2 separate regions of the Gadus morhua genome follow, and region 1 is linked to region 2. Evidence: chromatin contacts called from public Hi-C data. All regions are on one chromosome and are shown on one strand. Each heading gives the region's core, a stretch centred on a gene start, on an enhancer-like site or on the middle of the called end of the contact. The rest is flanking DNA. Distances are from core to core; before and after follow the strand shown. Region 1 holds the start of LOC115546168 (carboxypeptidase Q). Region 2 holds the start of ulk4 (unc-51 like kinase 4).

Region 1 (5,102 bases), core at 58-2,557, 230 kb before region 2:
CCGTTGACTTGCAAATCGTCTATCTGGAACCCCTTTTTAAGCGGTGGTTCGTATTGCCGACGACCTGTTTGTAAAACGTTGCTCTCGTTCCCTCCCCCGTGGCCTAGCGGTGATAGCGTGCGGCGTGGTCGGGTTCCTGTGCGCCCTTTTCCTGGTCCTGTTCATCGCCTACCGCATGAAGAAGAAGGACGAGGGGAGCTACGCGCTGGGCATGGCCAAGGTCCCCCCCAGTGCCTACCAGAAGCAGCCCCCCAAGGAGTTCTACGCCTGAACCTCAGCTGACCTCGACGGCAGCCGGCGCCCGGGGACGTGTGTGCTCTCGTTGCGTCTGACAATCAGCACTCGAAGACACGGGGCATTATCAATCATTCGAAGTCTGAAGGGAGAGTGTTTCGTGTTTCGTTACAAGAGAAACCCGACACCGCGAATCAACCCCCCCCCCCCCCCCCCCCCCCCGCCCGGTGCAGCCTCATTACCCGGGTTTTTCCAAATGCAACCGTTTTTTCTGATTGGCCAAACGTCGGTGACATCACCTTGTCTAACAGAATGTTGTCACCGATTCACAAAGAGATATAGCAGTCCTTTTTAGGGGAGGGCGGAGTGGGTCAGAGCTTTGGATGTTGTCCCAGGGATTTGAGTTTTTGTGTTTTTAGCGTGGCTTTTTGCTCTGCAACGCTTTTTACTTTTAGTCGAGCCTCCTCCCCTTTCACCTCTTTCTGTCATATAGTCTTCTTTTCCCATCGCCGCCTGCCTTATTCTCTGAATTATGAATGATTAGCCAAAAACCAAAATGTCGGACTGTCCAATGGAAGGGGATTTAGCGGCTGATGTGTATTCGAAGGCTCAAGAAATTAAAACGAAATAATATCGTATTCAGTTAGTCACTCAACCGCACTCGTCCACTCCTCATGGGACGGTGAAGTACATCAGTATTGAGGACTTTGTACATGTCAGACATCCATTTACGACAGCTTTACCACATCGGGCTGGCCCTGTTCATGCATTTAAAGGTCCCATGAAATGCCACCAGGTTTGAGTGTGATTAGCCGTTACAAGCCGTTTTGAAAATCTGCCCCTTATGACATCATAAGTGGGCGTGTCCGCCTCGATGTGTGACGGATAGATAAGCAACGTTTGCTACAATCCACTGGGTAGGCTGGTGGACTGATCTATCCAGCACACATCTAGGTGGACACGCCCACTTGTGATGTCATAAGGGGGAGATTTTCAAAACGCTTGTAACGGCTAATCACACTCACTCCTGGTGGCATGTCATGGGACCTTTTAAGATCGATTTAATTTATACTTTCAGAGAGCTGCAGCCAAACCAGGACCTGTTAACTTCAGCATTGTAGCAAAGTTTATATCAACATTTAAACACGGACAAGTGTTCATCCTTTTTGAACCTAAGGATGAACACTACTTTATGGTACTAAATATAGGGTTATAAATATTCTTGTTGTGAACTGCATTATGTAATTTGTCCTCTTTACATGAGGTAAAGATATCTTTTGTTATCCTGTCGTTTAGGAAACAAGTTTGATTGCTGCATTTTGTTTGCCTTTTTCGATTGATTATTATTTTTCGGGAGATATGAATGTTTGATTCATCTACCTTTTTTTTTTTGCTATGAAAATGTGTTACTGGACCATCTTTTTTGATTATTGATTTCAATGTTTTGAGAAAAAGTCAAATATAATTGCGAATATCTTTGCCAAAGAGTTATTTTATATACAAATATATATATATACAGGAGTCGCAATGTCTTGCACCTATTCTTATCAATGTTGGTGCTTGTCCATTCATTATAGAGCAACCAAACAATTTCCTTTTTTTCCAAAAACGATGTCTTGGGTCAGCCCCAAACACCAAGTGGTTACCATGGGACATCGCTGGCGAGGGATTTCAGCCTACAATAAGAACAATTTCAACATTCGTGTTCAACCAGACAGGGTATTTACTCAGAGCAAGAAGGCCTGTGTGTGTCCGTGCACGTCTAAGCTACTACGCCACCAGGCTGGTTGAAGTGCTCCTAGCCGAACACTCTCTGTGCAACAATAGAGCAGGGAGATATTATCGACCACACCTCTAAGCGTGCCCATGAATAATTAGTGTAATCCACATGCCTTTACAAGTGGACTGACCTAAACCAAAGCACATTCCGCTCCTTACATTCCACGGAGCTTTTAGCGTACAGCTTGAAGGAGCAAAAACAAGCCAGATCGTGATGTCTTACAAATGTTTGGTTTAGTCCAATAAATCAATTTTACTGTTCACTTCGGAGAAAAAAAATATTAACGTTCGGGAGTTTTTTTGTTTAATTAATGGCGCTTTGCTAGCCAACTATTTCTCAGACGCTATGTATTTCAACATGGAGGATTTGATATTTGACCGTATATTTCTGACACACATTCTACGGTAATCTTTAATATAATAACATTAATAATGTTAAACTTAACAATAACCAGATGCTCAGTGTTATATCAAAAAGACTTATTTTAATGCAAACATTTGAGTGCTCTAAATCTGGAGAGGGTCGACGAAGGCAGTTGGATTATGTTCAGGTGTACAACACAGACATTTTGGCACAGTAATGTAAAAGCCGACCAAATATTTGTATTATCTTCAATTTTGCTTCGATATAGCCTACATGTATTTAAAAATAATTGACTTTGTGAAAACTTGGTAAGATTATGTTAATTATATTGAGAACTTGATATTAAACTGCCATTTTTTTTGATGTTAGTGCCATAGTGCTGGATTATTGTTTGTGATCATACACAAGTTTGATTACAATGAAATCGATTTCTATTCTTTTCGGATAAATCAAGCTTGTTCCAGTGTTTTTTGGTCCTTAATAAAATGTGGGCTTGATCCTACGCTATTTAATTACATTTCTTCTCACCCGTTTGGACTGGTTGGCCTATGTTGATTCTTGTCTTGTCACACTTTCCCAAATCCTTTTGATCAATATACTATATCTATTTTTTTACCGGGTTAAGGTCTGGGTTGGGTTACGTTGTAAATTAATGGTGATTAACCACAAAGAATCTTCATAGGCCTACTTTCTAGCATTCAAACCGTAACCAATGCAAACACATACAGACATGCTGCCTTTATTGATTCTGGCCGAACATCAGAGCATTTGAATAAAATTGGAACGTGTGGCTTTCTGAAAGTTGTAGGGTCGAGCTTATATCCATACAGAAAGGACACAGGCCTATAGTTTAACCCAAATATTACCATCTCAAGTAAACTACATTTAATGGAATTATTGTTCTCCACTTGGAAGAATTTTAGTTCATATAGTCTAATCCAATCATCTGCGGTAATTCTGAAGAACGTCACATTGCGGAAGTAAACAACAGTCTTGTGATTCCCCTGTCTGTAATGTTTAGATTGGTAAATTCTTCTGATGGCTCGCAAAAACCTGATCTAAGGGATTTATATGAATAAAAAATAATCCATCAAGAAGCATCATTGAATCGAGAGCAAAGCCAATGCATCTGAAACCGATCAAGGTAAGACCCATCTGAACTGATCAAGAACAGGCTGACACATATACTAGGCTGACATGAACGTTGTTGAACACATGGTTATAATGGAGTTAACTCTTGACAAGAAAGGCTCTGGGTCGCAAGGTTCATCAATGCAGTAAGACAGTATGCATGCAATTACTTAATTTGAAGCGCTTGTTTGTAGGCTGTGGTTGACCAATTATGAGTACGCAAATGGAAAAGCAAGTTGGAGGTTAGCGGTGCAGTCACAGAGAAGGCTGATCCACAGAAAGAGAAGTGGTATTGTCCCCTAGTCATGAGACCTGCGCTTGCCGTCTCGAGTTTCGTACATTGATCCGCATAATTGGAAAATAAAGCAGAATGTAATTTGATGTGCTGATTGATTTATATGTTGGCTGTCAGAGTTATTACCATGCCATTCACGTGTGCTACTTGGCTTCTGTAATTTAAACTGCAAGTCCTATCTTGATGCTTTCTTACGAGGCTATTGATACGACTTCCACACCGAGTTTTCACACAGTAGTAAATTGGCAAAACTTCCAAAACCAATATCCTAATGAAATATGATGGGAAGAAACATTTTATTCACTCAACTTAACTTTTAGAATTCTATTGCTGTTTGTGTTCATTTATTATGATTACATCCTCAATAAAATAAGGAACCAAGACTACTCAAGCTTTTGATTCACTTCACATACTCACTCACTCACTCACTTAACTCCCCTGCCTGGCCGTATGCCCCTCGACTCACTCACTCCCTCACTCTCTCACTCCCTCACTCTCTCACCCCTGCCCCCCTCTCTTCTCTGTGTGATTCTACAGATGGCTGTGGGGCATCGGCCACTGTGCCTTCAGTCTTTCCCCGTTCTGTTCTGGACGTGTTCACTGCTGCTGCTCGGCTGTGGGTGTGTACCCATGCAGAGAGGTAGACAGTCTTTTTTTTTAGAAAAAACTTTATTTATCCCAAGATGGGCAATTTAGTTCACAGTTTCCAGTCTCACATCACACACTACTCAATAAATACAATTAATAGAAATAGGAGGTAGTCAAACACGTATATCAAAGGCAATCCAACGCACACATTTATCTCACAGTTCATTTCATCCACCCTGCCCCTGGAAACACCCAGCAACACTGGTGGGCCCTCCACCTCCTCCTGACTATTGTAATCGTAAGCAGTGGGCGACTCCAACAGTTCTGGCATTCTGAAACTTGCTCGGTTCTCTCATCTGGATGTCTGCGCGGTAACGGAATGGTTGCAGGTCCGTCCTTAGCATTGTCTATCGTTGCTGTTGCGGCCATTCAACTATTTCAGCTATTTCATTGTGTTTTTAAATTTGGAAATGACTTTAAACTGCAAAACCGGCCTGGTTTAAGTGTGGCAGAAGTCAGACCACAGGCTGTGCTGTATTGGGAACTGCGAGTGATTAATGCACGTGAAAATCCTACAAGCAGTCCCTTTGGATCCATGAATACATTCATACATACACACATGAGTACATTGAAGCACGTCATGTTCCTGATGGCCGTCATTCTGTTCTGTTCAGACATGGCGAAAGAGGTGGCGAGCTACACTGACGTAGC
Region 2 (5,131 bases), core at 2,561-5,060:
TGAAAAGCTTTTTCCTACTCTGTGTAAAGTTGTAATCTGTATCTTATAATATCAATCCACAATGCGACAACAAACCTTGAACTGATGGCGTCATCTCCATCAGGACCATCGCCATCTCCCTCATCCCTTTCCTCTTCCTCTCCATCTTCAGACCATCCCTCCTCTTCCTCCTCCTCCTCCTCCTCCTCCTCCTTCACTTGGGCCCAGAAAGGGTGGTCCAACAGCTCTGGCCAATCCATTCTGAAGACACAAACCAATCACAATAGAGAGAATAAATTACACAATTCATGAATAGATAAATGTGAAGAGTGTATTATTTGGGGAAACCGACCTCTTGTTGGCGTTTTTGTTAAGCAGGCCTTTCAGAAGGCTCTTGAACTCAACACTGGGACTTGATTCAGACTCTTCGACTGCAAAAAGATACAAAGAAATAAGACACTTATAATAAACATATTTTGAGGTGTTTCAACCTTTTAAATGTTTACGGTGAAGGTATGTATGTGTGTGATTCATTGTCATGTTCGACTACCCTAAGCAGTTTGTCTGTGTGTGTGTGTGTGTGTGTGTGTGTGTGTGTGTGTGTGTGTGTGTGTGTGTGTGTGTGTGTGTGTGTGTGTGTGTGTGTGTGTACACTTGTGTACCTGTTTGTCTGAGGGGTGCAGGCTCCTGGTACGTGATCATTTTCACCATTTCAGTGTAGTTTTCAGAATAGAACGGAGGCTTTCCTGTAGGATGGAATTGCTTTGGTTTAGAATGGTACAGCACAACTAAGCATTCACACAGGGGTACGGCCTAAGAACAACAGGACAGCGCTGTTCAATATAGCACATATAGCAATCCAGTTTAATATATCTGTTGTATATTTTAGACCATTTGCTATTCATTTACTATACTGATTTTCTGTGTATGTGTAAGTGTGTGTGTGTAAGTGTGTGTGTGTGTGTGTGTGTGTGTGTGTGTGTGTGTGTGTGTGTGTGTGTGTGTGTGTGTGTGTGTGTGTGTGTGTGTGTGTGTGTGTGTATTACCTGAGTACATGTGGTAGAGCATGCAACCCAATGCCCACAGATCAGAGCTGGGACTGGTATTGGCTCCCTGCAAGATCTCTGGGGCACTGTAGACTGGAGAACCTGTGTGCACACACGCACACACACACGCACACGCACACGCACACACACACATGACACAAGTCAGCATTTGGATCAATGTTTAAACTAAAACTAAATGTTCGCTATTCTTAGCGGTCTTTATGTTTTGTTTTGTATCCATTTGACGAGCTGACAATTAGCAGTACATGACATCATCTCAAAACCAATAGAGTCGGTGGGGACCTCGTATCCTCTTCCTGAGGCCGCTCTCAGAGACCTCCTGGTCCCCCTCTCCGCCCTCCCCTCCTGCCTGGCCCGACTGGCCCGAGAGGCACAGCATTGTGAAGAACTCCTCAAGGGTCTCTCCCGCCGCCCTGGACAGACAGAAGTTACTGAGCTTCAGCACGCCCTCCCCGTCCAGCAAGACCTGAGGAGCAGCCACAGACACCACGTCAACACTTGGTAGTCATACTTTCTTTGTCTGCCCTACATTTGTGCACAGCTGGGAAAGCGGGGTGGGGGGGGGGGGGGGGGACTTACCTTGGCAGGAGTGAGGTCAGAGTAGATGATTCCTGATTGGTGGAGATGCTTCAGCCCTTTGACTATGTCCCATCCAAAGGACCTCACCATGTCTTCTGTCAGACAGCCATCCTGGCCAATCACAGACTCCAGGGAGCCACCTCAAGACGGTATGAAAAAACGAAAGTAAAATAATTGAATAAAAGGTCAAATGCATCCTTCAATAAAAATCTACTTATTTTTGCCAATCTCCATCAGACATATAATTTCTTGGCTTCAAACTACGAGCATCATAATTGAAACATGAAGCTCTGGTATATGTCGTGTACTGAACAAAAGGATGTTACCATTACAATTTAGAATTTAAGTTAACCAAAATAGGTTTTTATGCAGTGTAGCCTAGAGCCAGGACTAAAGTCGTAGCCACCGACCTGTGCAGAGCTCCATGACCAACCACAGATGATTGCTGGTTTCATACCACTCGCAGAAGGACACAATGTTCTGATGGTCCAGGTCATTGCAGAGGCGTACCTGATTACCGACAAAGATATTAGTGGATTATCTATTTTAAACATGTAATCATGGAGATGTTCCTTTTTGTCTGAAAGATTTACCGACTATCTCTAATTAATGTCAATGTGTATTTCCTTATAGCTTTGGTCTAAACTCTACATTTTAAATAAATGGTTATGTTAGAAATGGTTATTTCAGCAGTTACATGATGGTTAAGGGTTTTTATTGACAATAAATCAATCAATATAAATAAATAAACCACTACATAATCGTTACAATTGCAAAGACATTGAAAGCATGTTGGTCAAACAAGTGTGTTGAGTTGCACGGTGTGGAATATAAAACACAGACTTACATGGTTGGTGATTTCTGGCCTCTTGTTCTTATCGGCACAGATAATGGCTACATAACCAAGACTGCCCTTTCTTCGGCCTTTATACACCACAGACCTGCTACCTGACCCTAGCTCATCATAAAGGATGAAGTTCTCCATCTGGTATGATATGAGGATGACATTAACTAGCTGCGCAGTATACACATCTTGGAAAATTAAAAGGAAACCACAATTTGTCCCGAGTCACATGTACAAAATATAAAGAATAACGTTTGGGCTGAACGTTCATGTTCTAGAATAGTAAACGTTGACCATAACGTAACACAGCAAGCATCGGGAAAATAAATTGTAAGCACGGAAAATTGGAATATGAATACAATTAATAATATAGCTTTAAATGTTGTTAATTGAAGGGTTGTTATATAATACAGACAGTAATTTCTAATATGATTAAATCATATTGATAAAATATACACCACTAACATAGAGCACACTGTAACGTTAGAAATCGAGCGAGACCGAGTTTACTGATCCGTTCACTAATACACACATTGTAAACAGCTGCATCCCCCGAGAAAAGACACGGTAGGGTCGGAAGTAAAATGGTATTGGACCATTGCTAAACTTACAATAAATGTATTTACAGTTTGGGTCTTTCCTCTGTTGTCATTGCCAAAGCCTCAACTTCTTTGGCTTGACCAACGCGCTGTTTGTTTTACAGGAAGTTGCTTTGGACCACTTCACTGCGCCTGCCGGGGGTGCAGGGAAATTTCATGGATATATAAGTTCCGTATATAGACAAAATCGCTTTCTATGTAATAATTTTGATTGTCTAATTCAGTCAGATATAAAAAATATTCACGTGAAATGAAAACGTATTGTTTGTTTTTGTAGTTTGCGATTTAGCCGTAATCAACTAACCCTAGTGTCGTCACCTTGGTGCTGTCCCTTCGTTGCTAAGCGACAGGACGAGATGCAAAAGGGTTGCCATAGAAGCTGAATGAGACGGATAGAAGTTCGACAGATAGATAGATGCATTCAATTATATAGATGTATGCTAACATTATCTTTTAACTATTTCATAAAGGACTTAATAACTTTTACAACCCTACTTTCAATAGCATTGTCACCGACGAAGGTCTGCAATACTATTCTAGAAGACCCCAAGGAAGTTATTAAAATTACACCAATTGATCAGAAGCAAGTGAACTTTGACAATGAACTTTGCCTTCCTGTTGGGCTTTAATACAAATAACATCCGGAGGTGCTTGGAAACAAGCATAGCCAGCCAGCGACGTTGTCACCAGAACACAAGCAACCGGAGAACCAGGAACACCGCTGCACATCGCCACCTGACTCTGCTGCTGCTACTGCTGCACCCCGCCGCCGGATGCTGCTAACAGAAGAGTCAGACCCTCACATCATAAACCAAATCTGGAATATATACATAACGATTGTGACATGCATAACCTGTACCTGTTTCTCGAGTTGTTAAATAGGGACAACCCAGTGATACACAACTTTGGACTTGCAATTTTAAAGGACTGTCATCACCAAGGCCATATAATGTTTCAATGGTTGCCTTCTGGAAAGAGGCTTCGTTCTCAAAAGGCCAGAACAGAAAGACTGAGAAGAAGTTTATATATATGCTATAAGATGTCTATGGTCGCAACTGTGGCCTGGCCATGGTAGGCTCTTGTACATACGTCATCACGTCGTAACACGTCATCACCAAGCGTCCGCTGCATGGACCATAATCACCATAATAAGTCTGCCGCCAGTCAGAGTTTTAACAACAATGGACAGCAACACAGAGAACACAGTTCGCACTTTGCTGAGTCTGTTGCTTATTTGGAGCCGTTCTCAGATAGAGCCCACTCTCACTGCTGGTTTAAACAGCTAAAAGTCAGTCGACTTCTCTATGGGACCAACGTGAACCAACATTTGAACCGCTTGACGCCATGTTTACCGTTTAATGGGAAAGAAGGCTCGTTGCCTTTATTATGTCCATAGTCGTCGCATGGACTATACGTCATCCAGCTCAGGTTGCGTAGCCGTGCGTGTGCGCGTGTCGGCTCATTAGCATCTGTACCGTGGCGGCCCGTACCGTAGCAGCACCACTCTCCCAAGTGGCCAAGTTGGCCTGGCCTGGCCAGACTGGCCACACTCACACTGGCAGATTTGAGCACAGTTAGGTGTGAAAACGGCCACGGCCAGATGGCCTAGTGTGAGTGCACCCTTACCTTACAGGGTTGCATCTCCTTCAGTTCACTCAGAAGTGCACACTGGGGTTTATGTGGGGGGGGGGGCATCTGTCCCTACCTCCTTTTGCACTGTATCGGCATCCCGGCTGAAGGGACCACCTGCCATATGGCAACACCTGGAGCCCATCCTGAGGGAAATGCAAGAGAGATTCCCGGATGTGACAACCATCCATTTTTTTAGCGACAGCCCCTGCACACAGTACAAGCAGCGTGGTCATTTTTACCTCTTTTGTACTGAAATTTTCAAGAAGGGGTTTACAAGAACTACTTCGAAGCCCGCCATGGCAACGGTGTCCCAGATGTTGTGGGTGGCACATTGAAGAGGTGGGCCGACAGGCTTGTCAACGAGTTGATATTCCCACGGCATTGTCCATGTACCAAGCTCTGAGTGAGGGACAATCAAAGGTGAAATTGTT

The links. A called contact is a pair of places that touch in the nucleus more often than the background predicts.
Region 1: a Hi-C map of gonad shows a contact between it and region 2, with 6 times the contacts expected there. The contact joins the promoter of LOC115546168 here to the promoter of ulk4 in region 2. A contact is called at or near these places in 2 of 6 Hi-C or Micro-C datasets (gill and gonad).

Annotation. Positions count from the first base shown.
Region 1 is chr6:4,598,415-4,603,516 of gadMor3.0, reverse strand. LOC115546168 (carboxypeptidase Q) reads left to right here and starts at 1,307. Exons shown (of 11, transcript XM_030359862.1): 1 at 1,307-3,521; 2 at 4,341-4,443; 3 at 5,066-5,102. The coding sequence starts at 3,501. LOC115546169 (syndecan-2) reads left to right here. Exons shown (of 5, transcript XM_030359863.1): 5 at 108-872. The coding sequence ends at 271.
Region 2 is chr6:4,371,602-4,376,732 of gadMor3.0, reverse strand. It overlaps ulk4 (unc-51 like kinase 4), which reads right to left and starts at 3,810. Exons shown (of 23, transcript XM_030359222.1): 1 at 3,096-3,810; 2 at 2,473-2,610; 3 at 2,036-2,135; 4 at 1,626-1,765; 5 at 1,329-1,512; 6 at 1,026-1,127; 7 at 642-725; 8 at 332-410; 9 at 76-240. The coding sequence starts at 2,610.